Linked DNA regions of Neogale vison: region 1 is linked to region 2. The links are chromatin contacts, called in public Hi-C maps. All regions are on one chromosome and are shown on one strand. Each heading gives the region's core, a stretch centred on a gene start, on an enhancer-like site or on the middle of the called end of the contact. The rest is flanking DNA. Distances are from core to core; before and after follow the strand shown.

Region 1 (6,913 bases), core at 838-3,337, 280 kb after region 2:
AGTCAGCACAGTAAATGATGCGTGAAACAAATCCTGCGTTTGTAACGTGGCCTGGGACTGGGAGCCCCGGACAGCTTGGTTTTACCCGTCCTGATGTAAAGAATGAGGAAATGCTCGACATCTGCTTTACCTGTACCCCTTCCCTTGTTTCCCTGCTCAGATTAGATCATGACTGGGCATACTGTGTTTATCCATTTCTTTTATATGCATTTCAGAAACAGTTTATCCTTCGTGTTGCTCCTATCTGCCTGTGATATGCTTGATTTCTAATTATTTGTCTATATTGTTATCTGCTAAACAAGTGGGCCTGGGTGTCTAAGTTAGAAGCTCACAGTTGAAAGGCCAAGGAGGGGCACCTGGGTGGCTCAGTGGGTTAAGCCTCTGCCTTCGGCTCGGGTCATGATCCCAGGGTCCTGGAATCGAGCCCCGCATCAGGCTCTCTGCTCAGCAGGGAGCCTGCTTCCCCCTCTCTCTCTGCCTGCCTCTCTGCCTACTTGTGACCTCTGTCAAATAAATAAATAAAAATCTTAAAAAAAAAGAAAACAGTTCTTTAAAAAAAAAAAAAGGCTAAGGAAATTAAGCAGCACATTCAAAAAAAAAAAAAAAAAAACCAAAAAAACAAAACCCAATGGACTCGGTATCAAAACACTCTGGGTCTGGGTTTTGTTTTCAGTTCCCTGAGGCGGTGCACTTGAATGGCTGTGGATGGTGGTGCTATTTCTGTCTTAGCTCCCTCATGAGACAACAACTGTGTCACTGTTTGCCAAGTAACCCAACCACCAGCCTTCCAATCTACGCAGAAGATGCAAGACAAAGTGAAGGAGGGGGCCCCTGGGTGGTTCAGTTAGTACCTCAGCTCAGGTGGTGATCTAGAGTTGTGAGTTGTAGCCCTGGGTCTGCAGCCAACTTAATCGAAGGATAACACCCCAAGAGAAAATGGACTACAAAAATCACCTGTTCCCGCCTCTTCAGCCGGAACGGACCTAAGCTTGTAAACCCAAGACGTGCAATTTGCAGCCAATGAAAACCAGAAAGGCTTGGGCAGACACTTTACAAAAGAGACCACCAAAATGACCAGCCAATGCGACAAAGCGCTCTCCAGTGATTGAGAAGTCTGGAAAACCTGAACTAAAAACTACATGGGGCTCCCACGGTGCACCTACCAGCGTTAGGGAGGGTGCAAGCACCAGGAATTCCGCGCCCACGGCCGAGGAGCACACAGACCTGCACACCCGCCGCTCGGGGAGGCGTTTTACCCGGTCCAGGTGAACACAGCCCCGCACCCCCCTACCCCGGCAGCCGGCAATCCTACCCCTAGTCCCCGCTCCCGTGCACGCCCCCGGTCTACAGCACAGCTCGCCGCTCACGGAGGCTGACCCGCCCCCAGCGGCCCCGGGAGCCAGCTCGGCGGAATGCAGCCCAAAAGGGCGGGGCGCAGACTCAGGACACACGGACCACCGAGGCCGGGCACTCGGGGCGCTGACAACGTCCTGTTAACTTGGGTGACTATGGGGTTCGCTTTAGAATTCCTCAAAATAACGTGATCCTCACTCTTCTGTGGTTACAATTTGGCAACAGAAAAGCTTTAGTAGCCATAAGCGGAAACAGAAACAGATACAAGAGAACTAACTCTTTAATAAACAGAACGCGCACACGGAGCTGACGCAAGCGTCGGGTCGGGGTATTGCCGCCAGGTCGGATCCCAGGTCCCCCACGTCCTCAACCCCACTTGCCCGGCCATGACGCCTGCGCACTGGGTGGGAGATGGGCGGATGAGACCAGGCGCCTGCGCACTGGACCAGCTGGTGGGGGGGGAAGTACGTTCAGACCGGGTGGAGGGCGGGGCTGGGCCGCGCTGTCCTACCTGCACGTGGCCTGCGTCCGGCGCCGGGCTGCCTGTCCTGCCGTGCACGTTGGGGAGCCGGTACATGCAGGTGGGAAGCTCTACACGGAGGGACGCGCTGCCACCGTGATAAGGCTTTACCTGGTACATCGGCATCCTGGGAGCCGAAGAACGGAAGGGCGCGGGTGAGGGACACGAACGCTCAGAAACCGTCGGACACCACGAGAGTCCGCAGCCACCGCCTTTCCGATCCCGCTGCGGCCTTTCGGGAAAGCGCAGTCCGTGCGGTCTAATTGGCCCGCGCCCTCTGGACGTCACAGCCTCGACTTTTTACACAACCAATCGGCAAGAAGGGGGTGTGGGAAGCGACGGAGGTCCCATCCGGAAGGGGCGGGGCACGGTGTCCGAAGCAGCCAATGGGCGGCAGGGAGGCGGAGCCTCCGTGGGAGCTGCAGCGGGAACTGTCTCGAGTCGGGTAGGCGGGTCGGGTTCTGGATCCATGGAGCTAGCGGAAGGGCCGAGGTGAGCGATGCGTGCGGTGTCCCCTCGCGGTCGCCATCCCCGATGCCCACGTCTTTCCAGAGCCCTGGAAGGGAGGGAAGGAGACCGCGGCGCTGGGGAGCCCGCGGAGGCCCCGGAGCGGGCTCCTCGGCGCTCCCCGGACCCGCTGCCCTTTGGAGGGCGCTTTGCGGTCGGGGTCGGCGGGGGGATCCGGCAGGCTCTGCCTAGACTCCTGGACGTGCCCGGCGACTGGCAGCGGGAGCACGACATCCCAGGAAACTGAACTCACTTCTTTTCTACCTGGTTTCTCTCTCTCTTTCTCTTTTTTTGTTTTAAATTGAGATTATTTGGGGAGGCTTCAAAGCCTGCTAATTTGCATAGCCGCACAGGTTTCAAAAATGCAGAAGTTTGGCATCTCCTTGAGCATATCATTGCTGTTTACTAACCCCGTTCGGAGGGGCGAGTGTCCCGGCTAGTCTTGCAAATTCGCTGTCCGTGTTTAAATATTTCATCCCCCGTCCTCCAAATAAATATCGGAAGTGGACTTGTGACCTATGGTGTGTTGCCGACTAAGTAAGTGTCAGAGACACTTCTTTCCATTTTGTGTTGCCATCTGCAGTTTCCACATTTAAGAGAAACCTGAGAGAAGTTTTTTGCAAGGTAGAACGAGGAGTAAAGATATTTGTTGCTTGTTTTACAAGGTTTATTGAGGGTCTGCTGTGTGTTAGCAGTTGTGGGCGACTACCCAAAGATTTCTCTCGCAGGGAGGCTCCTGGGTTCTCTTAAAGCCACATTATCAATTAAGCCTCTTACAAAAAAATTGCTAAACTAATGAACATAAGGAATATGTTCTTGGGATGAGCAGGAGTTTGCAAGGCAGAGGAGGAAGAGGGGAACGGTCTAGACAGACCTGTATGGACAAGGTGCAGTGTCTAAAAGAGCTTGTGATATTAACAGTTTGTTATAACTAGAATATAGGGGAGTTGGTGAACGGAGGATTGGAGGGAACGAGAGAAAAGTAGATTTGGGTCCAGTTTTGCATAGGACTGGATTTTCATATAACAGATAATGGGATGCTAGTAGATTCCCCCGCCCAAAGTTTACTTAATTAACTAATTTATTTTTCAAGTAATCTCTGCACCCAGTATGGGGCTCAAACCCAGGACCCCGAGATCAAGAGTCACATGTTCCTCCAAATAATCCAGCCGGGCACCCCTATACTTGTAGATTTTTTAGGCAGAGAAGTTACTTGTCCAGATCTGTGATTTCTTAAGTAACTGGTAGCATGGAGGGTGGGTAGGAATAGGGAGAGAGTAGAAACAGATTGGTTGTGAAACTCTTAAGGTAGGTAGGCCAAGAACTTTGGGGGTTTTTGCTAAAGCAGCAGCTGTCAGGCTAGACTTGGAGGGGAGAGTCAAAGGCTCCTATGAAAATAGATATACAACAGGTACCCAGTTTCTAAGATGGTTTTGGTTTTCACATAAACACTGTGTATTTCCCAATATGCTGTTGGGTTTTCCACTGGTGGGAGAAGTGTTGCTTTCACTTTTCAGAAGAAGAGCCCATTGTCGCCGAAGATTATTGACCCATTGGTGGAGGGATACATGTGTTTCCTCCATGTAGATCCCAGCATAACTAAATTTCTAAATATCTATTGCATTGGAAGTATCTATTCAGAAGGTTTTTTTGATGAAAGTGTAAGAATTATAGGATAACATGTATATTTGTGAATGTAATCAATGGATATGTTAATATAATAAATGCATGTGTTAGATGCATTGGCTATTAGTAGAGGTGAATCATTTCCTGGATTTAAAACCAAGATGAAAATACATAAATGCTTCCTCACTTTGGTTTTCATAATGCATGTTTTTAGCACAGAACTTGCTAAGGCCATCAAACCTATCGATCGGAAGTCAGTCCATCAGATTTGTTCTGGACAAGTAGTACTCAGTTTAAGTACTGCTGTGAAGGAGTTGGTTGAAAATAGCGTGGATGCTGGAGCCACTACTATTGGTAAGTTCGGGAGAGTCTTAAGCCACAGGGAACCATCAGTTTTTACTCTTTTATTCAAGAAACACTTGTGATTGTAATGAGACCATCAAATGTTGGTAGACTGAGAAATTTTATTTTATTTTATTTTTTAAAAGATTTTATTTATGTATTTGACAGACAGAGATCACAAGTAGGTAGAGAGGCAGGCAGAGAGAGAGGAGGAAGCAGGCTCCCCGAGGAGCAGAGAGCCCCATGTGGGACTCAATCCCAGGAGCCTGGGATCATGACCTGAGCTGACGGCAGAGGCTTTAACCCACTGAGCCACTCAGGTGCCCCAGAAATTTTATTTCTTAAACTTTAATTGAGCATCTCTTAGGTGCCTCATACTTAGGTAGATAGTAGTAATCATAAAAGCAGTTATCTTTTATTGTCTTCTTACTAATGTGCCACACGGCTTTTTTTAAGATGCAGAACAACCTTATGAGATAAGAGTTACTATTGTTGTAATTTTACCTGTTTTACAAATAAGAAAATGAAGGCACAGAAATTTACTGCTTTTGAGGTTCCACAGCTGGGATCATATGATTCTGGGAAGTCAGATTCCAGTGCCTCTTCTTTTTAATGACTATGTTAAAATTATCCTTTTGAAAGAAAGGTAGGAAGGAAAGGAAGAAAATGAAACTCTTTTATCTGGGTTGATAATTTGCCAAGAGGGCCTTTAAAAAAAAATGAAATACACCAAATGACAGTAGTACATTTAAATGAGTATAGTTATGACTCACCTTTGCATTAGGTAAGTTATAAATCACGTCACTATAAAGACTTTTGATGGATGAGTTCTTTGAGAAATGAGTATGTTAAACTTTTCAGATCTTAGGCTTAAAGACTATGGGGTGGCGCTCATTGAAGTTTCAGACAATGGATGTGGGGTAGAAGAAGACAACTTTGAAGGCTTAAGTAAGTGGAATTTTTCTCATCCTGTTTTAAAATATTTGGGCAAAATGGTTCAACAACTTTGAGTCACACTGTCTTCAGAAACACAAAAATGACTTTTTAGAAACCAGTTACTTTAGCAGGTATTGTGAATAGTCAGTGGTATATCACTTGAGACGTCTTGGGTCTTACTGTGTACCTCTCTTTCAGCTCTGAAACATCACACTTCTAAGATTCAAGACTTTGCTGACCTAACTCAGGTTGAAACTTTTGGCTTTCGGGGAGAAGCCCTGAGCTCACTTTGTGCACTGAGGTGATGGAATATTTTTGTCTACTAACTTGACCCCTTATAAAAGATCTCTCTGAAAATGAAAATGTATGGATTAGAATCATTGCTTATTCTTTTCTATCCTGAATGCCTCAACTTCTAACGTCCACATTCTGTTTTATCTTACTACCAATCTAAGTGGTAATACTTCCGAAATGTAAGCAATGAAACGGATAAATACTCTTGTAAAGAAAATTGTTGCCCTTCTCAGTGTCAGAATAGCACAGAGACTGTAAGTTATAGACGTGTTGGTTTTGATTTATTTAAACGTTCAGGGAAAAAAAATTTTTTAAAGATTTTATTTATTTGCTAGAGAGAGGGAGAGAGGGAACACAAGCAGGGGGAATGGGAGAGGGAGAAGCAGGCTTCCTGCTGAGCAGGGAAGGCAGACCCTTCACCACTAAGCCACCTAAGCGCCCCTAGGAAAAAAATTTAACCAAAGTTCTTAATTAGGTATAACAGATTCTAAATTTATATGAATTGTTATTTATACATTGGAACTATAATATTTTTTCGATCCTTGTTAAAAATTCTTAGAACAGTAGGACTAAAACTGAGAAATCTTTATTCATTAATATGTAAGCTCTGAGATCTTTTATTTTGCAGCTTAATCAAAAATCAAATATCGGGCGCCTGGGTGGCTCAGTGGGTTAAGCCGCTGCCTTCGGCTCAGGTCATGATCTCAGGGTCCTGGGATCGAGTCCCGCATCGGGCTCTCTGCTCAGCAGGGAGCCTGCTTCCTCCTCTCTCTCTGCCTGCCTCTCTGCCTACTTGTGATCTCTCTCTGTCAAATAAATAAATAAAATCTTTAAAAAAAATCAAATATCAAAGCTTTGATCAAAACAGAGCATTTACAGAACTCTGTGTCTCAATGTTCGCTAGGTGCAAAGCCTTAGATGCTACGGTGACTCCTCACTCATGGAAACTTCTTGGATGGACTCAGAGAGATCAGCATTTTTTCAGGAGGGGTTTTTTAGAGGACGAAAGTCAGAAAAATGAGCATGTGATTCGCAGCCCTGTGAGTTTCTGACCCTGTGGCGCCTGCTCTCTCTCACAGCGATGTCACTATTTCTACCTGCCACACATCCGCGAAGGTTGGGACTCGACTGGTGTTTGATCACAATGGGAAGATCGTGCAGAAAACCCGCCACCCACGCCCCAGAGGGACGACCGTCAGTGTGCAGCAGCTGTTTCACACGCTTCCTGTACGTCATAAGGAGTTTCAAAGGAATATTAAAAAGGTACAATCAGTCCAGAACCCTAGCTTCCCAGAGCCTTGGTGGCATAACATGCACGAAACTAAAGTTAACCCT
Region 2 (6,090 bases), core at 2,554-5,053:
TAAATAAAATCTTTAAAAAAAAATAAAAAAATAATAAATAAATAAATAAATAAATCTATAAAAAAATCATTTTCCTATTTGCCGTGGTATCTTTTCTCCTGCCTTCTCCTATGACCCTAATGGACCTCCACGAAAATACGTTCCACACTGACTTATAGTTAATTCTGCCTGGTTCTCAAATTATAATTAGCAGGATGTCTTCCCAGAGATACCAGAAAATTGGGGTTGAGTGAAATGTTAATTTACCAGCCTGCTCTAAGGCTCAGAACCAGTTAACCACAATATATAATAAAACTCAAATCTTGTTAGCATTCCTTCGTGTTCTCTTTGACCTTCCATGATGGCTAATAACAGAAGGCTTTTTACCTTGCTCAGTGTAGTTTTGTGGTGATGTTTGCCATTATTTATGGCAACAGTATAGCTTATTAGAAATGCATCTTTGGGGCCGTCTGGGTGGCTCAGTGGGTTAAGCCTCTGCCTTCGGCTCAGGTCATGATCTCAGGGTCCTGGGATCGAGTCCTGCATTAGGCTCTCTGCTCAGCAGGGAGCCTGCTTCCCTTCCTCTCTCTCTGCCTGCCTCTCTGCCAACTTGTGATCTCTGTCAAATAAATGAATAAGATCTTTTTAAAAAAAGGAAATGCCTCTTTGTGGGGCGCCTAGGTGGCTCAGTCGTTAGTGACTTCAGCAGGTCATGATCTCAGGGTCTTGGATCAAGATCTGTGTCAGACGGCCTCCTCAGCGGGGAGTCTGCTTCTCCCTCTCTGCTTTTGCTCATTTTCTCTCTCTCAAATAAATAAATACAATCTTTTTTATAAAAGAGAGAGACAGCAAGAGAGGGAACCCAAGCAGGGGGAACGGGAAAGGGAGAAGCAGGCTTCCCGCCGAGCTGGGAGCCTGATGCAGGGCTCGATCCCACGACTCTGGGACCATGACCCAAGCTGAAGGCAGGCGCCTAACGACTGAGCCACCCAGGTACCCCAATAAATAAAATCTTTAAAAAAAATGCTCCATTGCCTCAATGGCATTTAGAGAAAAAGAAATGAGAAACCAGGAAGGATACACACGCACGTGCGCGCGCACACACACACACACATATCTCACATCCTTGCGGGCCATCTGGTCTTTCAACATGCTTCTAATAAACAGCATTGCCAAATCTACACCAGTGAAAATCTTTACAGCCTAAGAATAAATTCGGCTGATCTTGAAACCTGTTCACACATTGTGTCTTTGGCAAATTTTCCACTGAAGACTCCAGCCTTTAAAAATCTTTAGATTATTTTTCTAAATACTGTATGAAGAAGCGTTCATTTTGCTTTTTGGGAGGATAGCTTGAATGACGTTGCTAATTCAGGAACATGTGTTCTGTATCCTCAAAGATAGCATCCACTGAGCGTCGAGAGAAAAAAAAATAACTTACAAAAAAAGGGAAGTGAGCTTTTTACAGAGGCAATAAATGTGGCTATGTCTAATGCTGCAAAAATAAGGGAAACTAAAGATTAGTGCACATACTTTGAAAAATATTTTAATAACAACAAAATGAGCCAAAAGGTAAAAACCCTGAAATATTTAAAATGGTCTTGGCCAGAAAGACAATGGATAGTAAATACAGTATTATGAGCATTAAAAGGTTCAATTCTTCCTTTTTTTTTTTTTTTAGGACTTAAGAAAAAAATTTTTTTTAAGACTTTATTTATTTGAGGGAGGGAGAGAAAGCACAGGTAAGCAGAGTCGCAGGGAGAGGGAGAGGGAGAAGCAGGCTCTCCACTGAGCAGGGAACCCAATGCAGGGCTCGATTCCGGGACCCTGGGATCACCACCTGAGCCAAAGGCATCCGGTTAACCAACTGAGCCACCCAGGCGCCCCTTAAAAAATTTTTTTTTAAGATTTTTATTTATTTGACAGAGAGATCACAAGTAGGCAGAGAGGCAGACAGAGAGAGAGGGGAAAGCAGGCTCCCCGCTGAGCAGAGAGCCCAGTGCAGGGCTCCATCCCAGGACCCTGAGATCATGACCTGAGCCGAAGGCAGAGGCTTAACCCACTGAGCCACCCAGGTGCCCCTAAAAATTTTTTTAAAGTAATCTCCATATCCAAGGTGGGCTTGAGCTCACAACCCTGAGATCAAGAGTCCCATATTCCACCAACTGAGCCAACCAATCGCCTCCTGCCAAAAAGTACAATTCTTATGCAGTAGATATTCAAAGAAAAATGATAATGCTAAATAATAGTCATAATGACAAAACTGATAGTGTCCGCTGTGATTTATAGTCTTTGGATTATAGGTGAGTAAAGTGAAAAAATATTTTTAATGATTTTGAATGTGAATTTCTTTCCTGGTAGAGAAATTTATTTTATTTATTTATTTATTTATTTAATAAAGATTTTATTTTTTAATAAAGATATTCTCTATTCGTCAGAGAGAATGCACAAGGAGGGGGTGTAGCAGTCAAAGGGAGTAGCAGGCTCCCCACTAAGCAAGGAGCATAAGGTGGGACTCTATACCAGGACCCCAGGACCATGACCTGAGCAGAAGGCAGATGCTTAGCTGACTGAGCCGCCTAGGTGTTCTTCCCCCCCACTAAAGATTTTACTTATTAATTGACAGGATGAGAGAGATCACAAGTAGGCAGAGAGGCAGGCGGGGAGGGGGGAGGGCTGTGGGGGAGAGGGGGTGGTAAGCAGGCTCCCTGCTGAGCAGAGAGCCCGATGGGGGACTTGATCCCAGGACCCTGAGATCATGACATGAGCTGAAGGTGGAGGCTTAACCCACTGAGCCACCCAGGCGCCCCAGACTTTTTTTTCAAGTTAAAGTTCTATTTATTTTAGAAAGAGAGAAATCATGAGAGGGAGGGGAAGAGGGAGCAGTAATGAAACCCCGGCAGACTCAGCACTCTGGGCAGTGTGCAGGACTGGATCTCACAACCCAGAGACCACAACTGGATACCAGGACTGAGGGGAACCAAGAGTCAGATGCACCTTGAAGCTCCCCTTAAATGACTTCTAAAAGTTATTTAATGCAATAATGATTGTTATTGCAAACCCATTTCAGAGCAAAGAATTTTTACACTTAAATCAATTTTTCACACTGTTGCTTTCTTAAAAGGCTTGAGATTTGCTTTTAATTTCATCAGTGAAACTCTTTTTTCCTCACCTGTACCAAATTCCCAGACTTTCAGTGACGGGCAAAATTATTAAAGATTAAATTTTACCTAAGTCAACACTGAACAACAATGGCAGGGGTCCTGAAAACATCTACATGGGGAGCATGTTTTGCCCCCCCGCCCCAGGAAGCCTCTCTTTGTTTGCTTTTTATAATTCTGGTTAGATATATATAACATCAAACTTGCTATTTTAACTGTTTTATTTTGATTGATTTTTTTAGGTGCAAAAAGGTAGCTTGATTAAAGCACGGGAAAGGACCCGTGGGCAAAAAGAGCTGCCTATTTTAACAGTTTTTAAGTGTACAGTTCCCCGTTATTAAGGACATTGACATTGTACATTGTAATTCAAATTCACTGTTCACCTTCTCGTTTGTTTTAATTTTCCGCCTGACCATTAGGGGGCAGACGGAGACAACGCATCGCGGCTCTGCCGGAGCATCCCGCCCCCGCCTCGCCCACGCATGCGCGTCTCACCTGCGGAAGGTGACAGGGGGCGGGGTAGGGGGCGGGACAGAGATGCGCAGGCGCGGCGCGGGCATTGTGACGTCAGGCCCCGCGGCCAGGCTTGGACCAGGCGGCGTCTCGCGGAGGCGCTTCCCGGAGTGTGACGCGCTGACTACCCTCCCGCCGCCCGCCCGCCCCCGACCTCGCCACCGCCTCCCTCGCTCCCTCAGCGCGCCGAGCGCGGCCCAGTGGCCGGGGTGGAGGCCCGGGGGCAACGCGGCGCGGAGAGGGCGGGCGGGCTTCGGAGCTCCGGGCGGTCCGGGTCCGTGGCCGGTCGGTGCGCGGCAGCGGGCGGCGGGCGCCGGTCTATATGGCGGCGGCTCTGTCGGGCCTGGCTGTCCGCCTTTCGCGCTCGGCCGCCGCCCGCTCCTATGGGGTCTTCTGCAAGGGGCTGACCCGCACCCTGCTCATCTTTTTCGACCTGGCCTGGCGGCTGCGCATCAACTTCCCCTACCTCTACATCGTGGCTTCCATGATGCTCAACGTCCGCCTGCAGGTGAGTGAGCCGCGCCTGCCTGGCTGGCCCTTTTCCCCCGACCCTCCCCGAGTGCCGGTCCGCCCCCCGGGGCCCGGCCCAGCCCGCCCGGGACGGCGAGGATGCTGACAGGAGCTGCCAAGCTGGATGCTGAGTGTATGCCAGGCACTGTGCCTTTCTCCTGCAACCCCACGGGAGGAAAACCCGCTGAGGTTATTGTTGTTCCCCGTTCTGCAAATGAGGCTGGGGGCGGGGTGGAGCGGCTTCCCGAGGCTGAGGCTGTACAGCTGGGGCGTGGGGTCCGCGGGGATGGTGGAAACTGGCACCGGTGGAAAGGCCCTGAAGAGGAAATTTTGCCCAGAAAATTATATATGGTTGGGTTTGCGAGATGGGTTTGTGGTTGACTTTGCTAGTTGCCAAACTTTACGAAGCTCTTCAACAAATTATTTTTGATCCCTAAAATGAGTTAGTATTTTGATAGCTGTATCTGATTAATCCTGTTCGGAATGGAAGCGGGGTGAGGCTGAAGAGGAGGCAAAATGAGGTGGAAGGGGCAGAGACGCAAAAGGTTTCAGAGTCCCGAAACTATTCAGATGTGAGAAAGTGGACACACACTCAGCACCCTGGAGATCGCCTTTGTTGTAAATGACGTTCCTTCATCCCGTGGTAATTACAGATGTCTTTTTCTAGTGGGATGAAAAGTCGTCGGATTGAGAATTTTCCTTTATAAGTGTATCATAGATGGCCAGATGCCGAGCTCCTGTTGGAGTGCCTGGCGCGGGCTTGGATGGAGGAGGGACAGGTTCTTGCCCTCACGGAGCTTCCTGTCTGACAGTACTTGTGTGGCTCCCTCATGTGCAGAATGAGGAAGGCTGAGTGCTGGGACAGGGCTGTTGAGACCATGCAGGTGTTGTCCTTTTTGTCCCCTCTGGTTTGATTGTATCAGCATGGAATTGTCTCTGTACCTGGACCCTTGGGTTTTGGTGCTAATCACTCGTGATGGCTACTTAAAACCAGTTGTTTTTTTTTTTTTTTTTAAGATTTTATTTATTTATTTGACAGAGATCACAAGTAGGCAGAGAAGCAGGCAGAGGGAGAGGAGGAAGCAGGCTCCCTGCTGAGCAGAGAGCCCGATGTGGGGCTCGATTCCAGGACCCTGAGACCATGACCTGAGCCACCCAGGCGCCCCTTAAAATCAGTTCTTGATCAAAATTGTGTTAAGGTGAGATGAGATGAACCTGCCTTTCTGTTCTAAGATCCAAATTGGGATACTTTTATTTGAACAAGGGGTTCTGGCACCCCTAAGTGGAAGTACCAGAATGGAAGAGTGGAAAAGTGAAATCTTTTTCTAGCAGGTAGTAGGAACGAGTTAAAGGTGCTGGGTGTGGCGATTGGGGGAAACCAGAAAGCCTGTGCTCTAGCCAGTTGCCACTAGCCAACAGTTGTTCGCTAGATCTAGTGTTTTTCAAGAGGAATTGGAAATACTAATTTTTAGATACCATATTAACTCAAGTTTTAAGAAAGTAAACTTTGTGGGGGCGCCTGGGTGGCTCAGTGGGTTAAGCCGCTGCCTTCGGCTTAGGTCATGATCTCAGGGTCCTGGGATCGAGTCCCGCATCGGGCTCTCTGCTCAGCAGGGAGCCTGCTTCCCTCTCTCTCTCTGCCTGCCTCTCCGACTACTTGTGATTTCTCTCTGTCAAATAAATAAATAAAATCTTAAAAAAAAAAAAAAAAAAGAAAGTAAACTTTGTGGCCAAAACACGTCTGCATTTGCCCCCCCCCCCAAGCTCCTAGTTTGGAACTTTTTGTCTAGAATTGCATTAATGCTTTGCAGTCACATGCAGAATTACAAGAACTACTGTAAGAGAAAAGCTAGTACATAATGGTAAAAATTACCATGTTTTGAAAAAAAAATTACCATGTTTTGTACATTAAAAAAAAAAATCACCT

Evidence for each region. Hi-C and Micro-C count contacts between places; a contact is called where the count stands out from the background.
Region 1: a contact with region 2 is called in a Hi-C map of fibroblasts, with 3 times the contacts expected there. The contact joins the promoter of AIMP2 here to the promoter of FAM220A in region 2. A contact is called at or near these places in 2 of 3 Hi-C or Micro-C datasets (fibroblasts and muscle).

What each region holds. Positions count from the first base shown.
Region 1 is chr14:6,716,551-6,723,463 of ASM_NN_V1, forward strand. AIMP2 (aminoacyl tRNA synthase complex-interacting multifunctional protein 2) reads right to left here and starts at 2,088. Exons shown (of 4, transcript XM_044233834.1): 1 at 1,985-2,088. The coding sequence starts at 1,999. It overlaps PMS2 (mismatch repair endonuclease PMS2), which reads left to right and starts at 2,263. Exons shown (of 15, transcript XM_044233844.1): 1 at 2,263-2,365; 2 at 4,221-4,360; 3 at 5,210-5,296; 4 at 6,658-6,773; 5 at 6,776-6,841. The coding sequence starts at 2,343.
Region 2 is chr14:6,433,933-6,440,022 of ASM_NN_V1, forward strand. It overlaps FAM220A (protein FAM220A), which reads left to right and starts at 3,804. Exons shown (of 3, transcript XM_044233837.1): 1 at 3,804-4,161. The coding sequence starts at 3,976.